Regions from separate parts of the Anser cygnoides genome. Here region 2 is linked to region 1. A link is a contact called in public Hi-C data. All regions are on one chromosome and are shown on one strand. Each heading gives the region's core, a stretch centred on a gene start, on an enhancer-like site or on the middle of the called end of the contact. The rest is flanking DNA. Distances are from core to core; before and after follow the strand shown. Region 1 holds the start of IGFBP3 (insulin like growth factor binding protein 3). Region 2 has its middle 4.7 kb from the start of CCDC201.

What was found. Hi-C and Micro-C count contacts between places; a contact is called where the count stands out from the background.
Region 2: a contact with region 1 is called in a Hi-C map of liver, with 5 times the contacts expected there. The contact joins the enhancer-like site here to the promoter of IGFBP3 in region 1. A contact is called at or near these places in 2 of 7 Hi-C or Micro-C datasets (both in liver).

Annotation. Positions count from the first base shown.
Region 1 is chr2:55,948,678-55,951,407 of Taihu_goose_T2T_genome, reverse strand. IGFBP3 (insulin like growth factor binding protein 3) reads right to left here and starts at 1,361. Exons shown (of 4, transcript XM_048053444.2): 1 at 327-1,361. The coding sequence starts at 717.
Region 2 is chr2:55,997,689-56,000,418 of Taihu_goose_T2T_genome, reverse strand. No RefSeq gene overlaps it. Among named protein-coding and RNA genes, the nearest start is that of CCDC201, 4.7 kb to the right of the region's middle. Within about 2 kb of position 1,363, at least 2 of the 3 cell types and tissues checked have open chromatin away from gene starts, as enhancers often do. A contact at or near this core is called in liver, where this site is marked.

The DNA of each region.
Region 1 (2,730 bases), core at 112-2,611:
CCCCAAGATTGCTTTCAAAATCAGCAACTTCGCCTCTTTCGCGAAGGATTACTTCACAGCACCAGGGGTGAAGAAAATAAATAAATAACGATAGTAAGAGACACAAGAGGTTAACCTCCCTTTTCCTTAGGGGAAAAATAAATTAAAAAAAAAGAGCATCCCTCTTTCAAAAGCGACCCCAGCCCTGGCTGCGCGGCTGGCCGGAGAAGCTCGGGCAGGAGCCGGCCGCGGGCAGCCGGCGGACCACCAGTGCCCCCCCGCCCGACCTCCCCGGAGCGGGCGGTTACTTTTCAACTTCCAGAAGAAAGAATTAAGCAGCCGCTTACCTTCAGCCAGCGGCCCGGGCAGCACGAAGGCCCGCAGCTTGCCGTCCGCCGTGGCGTTGGTGCAGAGCCCGCGGCCCTCCAGCAGCGCCTGCAGCGGCCGCGCCTCCTCCCGCAGCGGCTGGCAGCTGAGGCCGGCGCCGCAGCGCTCCGTGTAGATCCCGCAGGGCTGCCCCAGGCGCAGGGCGCAGGTGAGGCAGCAGCCGCATCCCGGCTCTCGCACCCTCTCGGCGCAGTCGGGCTGCAGCGGCTTGCACTGCTGCAGCGCCCGCGCGTCGCAGGGCTCGCAGCGGACCACCGGCCCCGCCAGCGCCAGCGCGGCCGCCGTCCGACGGCCTAGCAGCGCCAGCGCCGCCGCCGCCACTGCCCACAGCACGCCGGGCCGCGGCACCATGGCAACCGGCTGCCGGGGCCGCCGGGAGGCGCCCCCGCGCCGCTCGGCCCGGGGGGAGCGCCCCGGGCTGCGCCGCTCACGGGACTCGGGGCGGCAGCGCCGGCCGCCTCTCCTCGCCCGGAGCAGGGCGGGCGCCGGAGGAGGGCGCCGCCGCCGAGCGCTGCGGGCAGGTAAAGTCACCGGCCTCTCGCAGCCCGGGCAGCGCGAGGGAAGAAGGCTGCGCGCCCAGCAGGCTCGCACCGACCCTCTCTTCAGCCGCTGGCCTTTGGTAACATAAAGGTAATAAAAGAGCTCGCTGACAACAAAGGCAACTTTTCCTGCCTCCCCCCCTCCTCCCTGCAGAGCGCCTCAACCACTTGGCTTAAAACTAACGTTGATGGCTTTTTTTTTTTCCACACACAACACTGAAAAAAAAAATGCTTCCAAAAGTAAAAAAAAAAAAGAAAAAAATAATAATAAAAAAGCCCAGACGATCTGAAGAAAACTTGTTTCAAAAATGCTTAGAAAAAAAAAAACAGCACGGTGGGGGGAAAGAAAAAAAAAAAGAAGAAAAATAAAAATAAAGCGAACACAGCTCCCTTCTTTTTTTTTTTTTTTTATTCTCTTTGTTGGCTGCTTCCCGCCTCCCCTCTCCGCCACTCTGCACCCATCTGTCCGGCGGCGTTTCCCGGCCCTGCCATATATCGGCACCGCCGCCCCCCGCGCCGCCCCGCCCCGCGCCGCCCCGCGCCGCCCCGCCAAGGCCGCGCAGCGCCCCGCGGCGGCAGTGCGGGGGCTCGGCGAGGCCCCGCGGCGGTCACTGGGGGCTGGGGGCTGGGGAGGGGCCAGCGGCGGCCCCTGGGGTGTGTGGGCGCTTCTTAGTGAGCGGTACGGCTCTGTGGAGAGGGGCGTTTCGTGTTTTTTTGTTGTTTAAGCGGTAAGCGCTGTGTATGTGCTTGTGTCCCCGTGGCACCGGGAGGGGATGTACGAGCAAAGCTCGCGGGCAGTGCCCTTTTTTGGGCTCCTCTCTAAATCTTGTCTGCTTCGGGGCTGAAAGCCTTTCCTCACACACACGCTTGCACAGATGTTGCTCTCGGGCACCCTGTGCTCTCTGGCACACAATCACTCAGTACACGTGGTGATCCAGGCCCGTGGATGCAGCTCACCCATCTTTCTAAGGCGTTCTCTGAGCTCTTTAAAACTTTTCCCTCTGTCCACGAGAAAATACTTTCCATTGCAACATCCTCATAAGTCTGTGGGGAGAAAAACAACAAACCCTACAGTCGATTTTGCACACTGCATGTGTTTGCTCTCTGTAGCCAGTGCAAACTCTTCCCCCACTCTGCTTGGCTTGTTTTGCTCTGTTACTTAGGTTAACTTCGATGGAGAAAATCTGAATTGTGAAAGCCAGAATTTGTGACCATCCTTTCTGCAGCACTCCTGAGACCTAACACAGCAGGATATGGTGAAGTATATACGTAGGCACATATATGGCCTTTCTGTCACAGGAGCCTGCTCCTCATACAAAGTAAAATGAATAATGCTTACAGATACTGGCATATACAAATACTGTCTGCCATGGAAATGATGAGCCAAACCATTGCTCTGTTTTTAACCCCTGTGTTATTAACATTGAAGTTCACCTTCCGGTAATTCATCAGCTGTTCACGTGTCTAAATTCAAGTGGAAAAGTGTAGTTTTCAAGTAGAGATGTTATCATTCAAGGTACTGCCCTGTGAATCTCAAAATCTGCTCTTTTTTTATAAATCAAATCTTTTTAGAACATTAAAATCAACTCTGGCTTGTTTTCTCTGTTCTTTGTTCAGACAGTACCTTCCAAAATACTGTCTTGAAAGAGACACTGTACATAAAAAGACCAAAAAAATCATATTTTATGCGTAAAGAATATGATGTAAGAGTTAATAGAGACTTTTCCTAGGGAAATAAAATGAATGAGGTGTTGGAAGAGAGATCAGATTCGCTTAATACCCCGATAGGCGACTGCACCAACGATTTTCAGCCTTTTGTCCTCTT
Region 2 (2,730 bases), core at 114-2,613, 49 kb before region 1:
GTTCAGGGCTCAAAGGATAGAAACTGGCATTTAATTTTGTGTTAATATTAACCTCTGAGATTTGTGCTGTTTCTATACTTAAAACCAGACATTACTCCACTATTATTAGATTTAGCCATAGCAAGTTAGTGATGAATAAGTAGAAAAAGCTAGTGATGAAGAAGTAGTCATGATTATTATGAATGTTTACCTTCCAGTTTACTAGGCCTAGTCTGAAGATGCCAATGAGGGCTTTCATAAACAACCTGACATATCAATTACTATGTCACCACAGACAAAGTGAATGAGCTTCCCTATCACAAATCCTCTGCTTCACTAAATCAGTAGGACTCTGATGACTTCATTAGCATTCCCTCATCTCAGATCACCTGGGAATTTGTCTGTGGGATTCTAATACGATAAGAAAGAGCCATTGATAATCATCTGCCCTGACCTCCTGCAAAGGGCTATACTCAGTCTGACCATGCTACTGCACTTCACAAACACGGCATTTTTTGTTTATTATTAGATGTAATAAAGTAGAGCAAATCCATCATTTTCTAGTCTCTGAGAAATTTGAAGTTAGACATTTGTTTGGCATAGACCAAACTGTGCTTATGCTGTTGCCAAAGGTCATGAAAGCATCACCGACTGTTTTCCCCCAAACTCTATAGTTACTCTGTGTGTTTATTGAACTTTGGCAATAGTATTTTGTTCTCCTCAGCAGCATTGCCAACATAATTAGAAAGGAGCAGTCATATCAGATAACACACAGCAAGTCACTGAGGAAAGATCCCAGTTGAATATTAACTCAATGGACTTCTGGAGTGTAGAAACACGTAGAAAGTGTATAGGACACTGTCTAGTGAACAAACAACATGCAGATAGAACACATTGTGGCACTCTGGTAAGACTGAAGTGGATAAGCATATAATGAAGAGGAGTCATTGACGTAATTACAAAGGCAGGTGGTGGCACATTGATTTTATGAAGGTTATTGACCTCTCCTGCTATGAAAGTGTACCCAGTTTCTTACCACTTAGGTAATTTGACTTTTTAAAGTCAAATATTAATCATCCAGACCTTTAGATAAAAAGATATTTTTCTCAGTTTGTCATTCTCTACAATGTTTTAGAATGGCTACTTGTATTTTATAAGCTTGTTTAACCAAGAGAAGCAACAATTTTTAATGCCTTAGAGTTTTATAATTGATTATAAGATAGCAGCTTCTTTAAATATTTACAGTCTAATCCTCCTCTCACATAGACACCAAGCACTGTATCTGAGGGTAGAGCTGGGCCCTGCTGTAGGAGGATGTGGCAATGAACTTGCCTATGAGTTCTGATACAAAACAAAGGGATAAAGGTCTGCTCCTTAAGGCTTTTGTTTACTCAGTCCTATGTTAAAGCAGGGAAAAAAAAAAAAAAAAAGTAGAATATTACTTTCAATTCCCTGCAATTTTTGGACCTAGATGGAAATTTTCTGTTTTTAACATTTAAATTAAAAGCATGTAATAACATTTGCAGTTATTTGGTTTTAAAGAAATCTCATTATTCCTTACACTCTCACTGAAATTAATCATATGGAAGGAGATTTAGATGTTTAAACAAAGGTTTGACTTTCTGAGTAGCTGCAAATCTCAGTCAGCATACAAATTGCTGCTTTGAGTGTGCAAAATCAGATTTGCTGTCCAGATGAACAGACCCAGTAATGGCAGAGGTACACTACCTAAGATCTAAAACATATTTCATGACTCAGTGTATTGCTAGCACTGAGCTGTCTAGGATTCCCTAAAGCCTCAAGCTGCTTATAAGATGCTTCTATGACAGCAGTTAGAGTGGAAATTGTACCACATTTATTTCTATCCCTGGACAATGTAGCCAAAGACATTGACCTTGCCACTGGCCAGAAAATAGATCGTTGCTACATAGGATTTCCAACAGCTCTAAAAGTACATTTCCACATGCTATATGTAATCTCTCTCTCTTTTTTTTTTCTTTTTCTTTTTTTTTTCTCCAATGATCATATCTTAATTCTGCATTCTACTGCCAATGAGAAAAGTCTTCCAAAAGGCCAAAACCGATAGAGAGCAGATTCATAAATGTGTATAGCTTGTTTAACAGACCACAAAAGATTATAATCCTTGGTTTCTGAAGATTTAATCAAAGTTCCTTCAAAACGTATGTATTAAATGGCTTTCCCCATAGTATACCCTATCAAAAATCTCAGGATATTCAATAGTGCCCAGGCATGTAATTCCTACTGAAATAAATGGAAATAAGGTGCTTAATGCACTTTTGAAAAGTCCCTTCATGCAGCTTTATATACCTAAAAAAGCTACATCCCCAAGAGTTTTGTACTGCTTCCATTTCAACATTTGTGGCTGCCAGAAGCCTACAACTCACTGAGACAAAGGCTCTGCTACTTTTCATATCCCACTGTATCATAACACTGGAAAGACAAAGGAAGGCGCTAGAGCTGTAGAGGTTAGTTCATGATGAGGTTCCCTGCTGGTTTCAGCCTTCGTGTTGATAAATGAGATGTGCCACTCCTATTTTCACTGGGAAGTTCAGTCTGATTGGCAGTCTTAGAACATTCCAATTTGTCTTGACTATATCACAAAATTCAGAAAGAGGAAGAAAAGGTTATGAGAATTTGAATTAGATTTGCATTTTCATGGATTTCTTCTGTAAACAAGTAAAAATCTGGGCCTAAATCTTCTAAATATTTTAGGAAATATAGTATAATTTC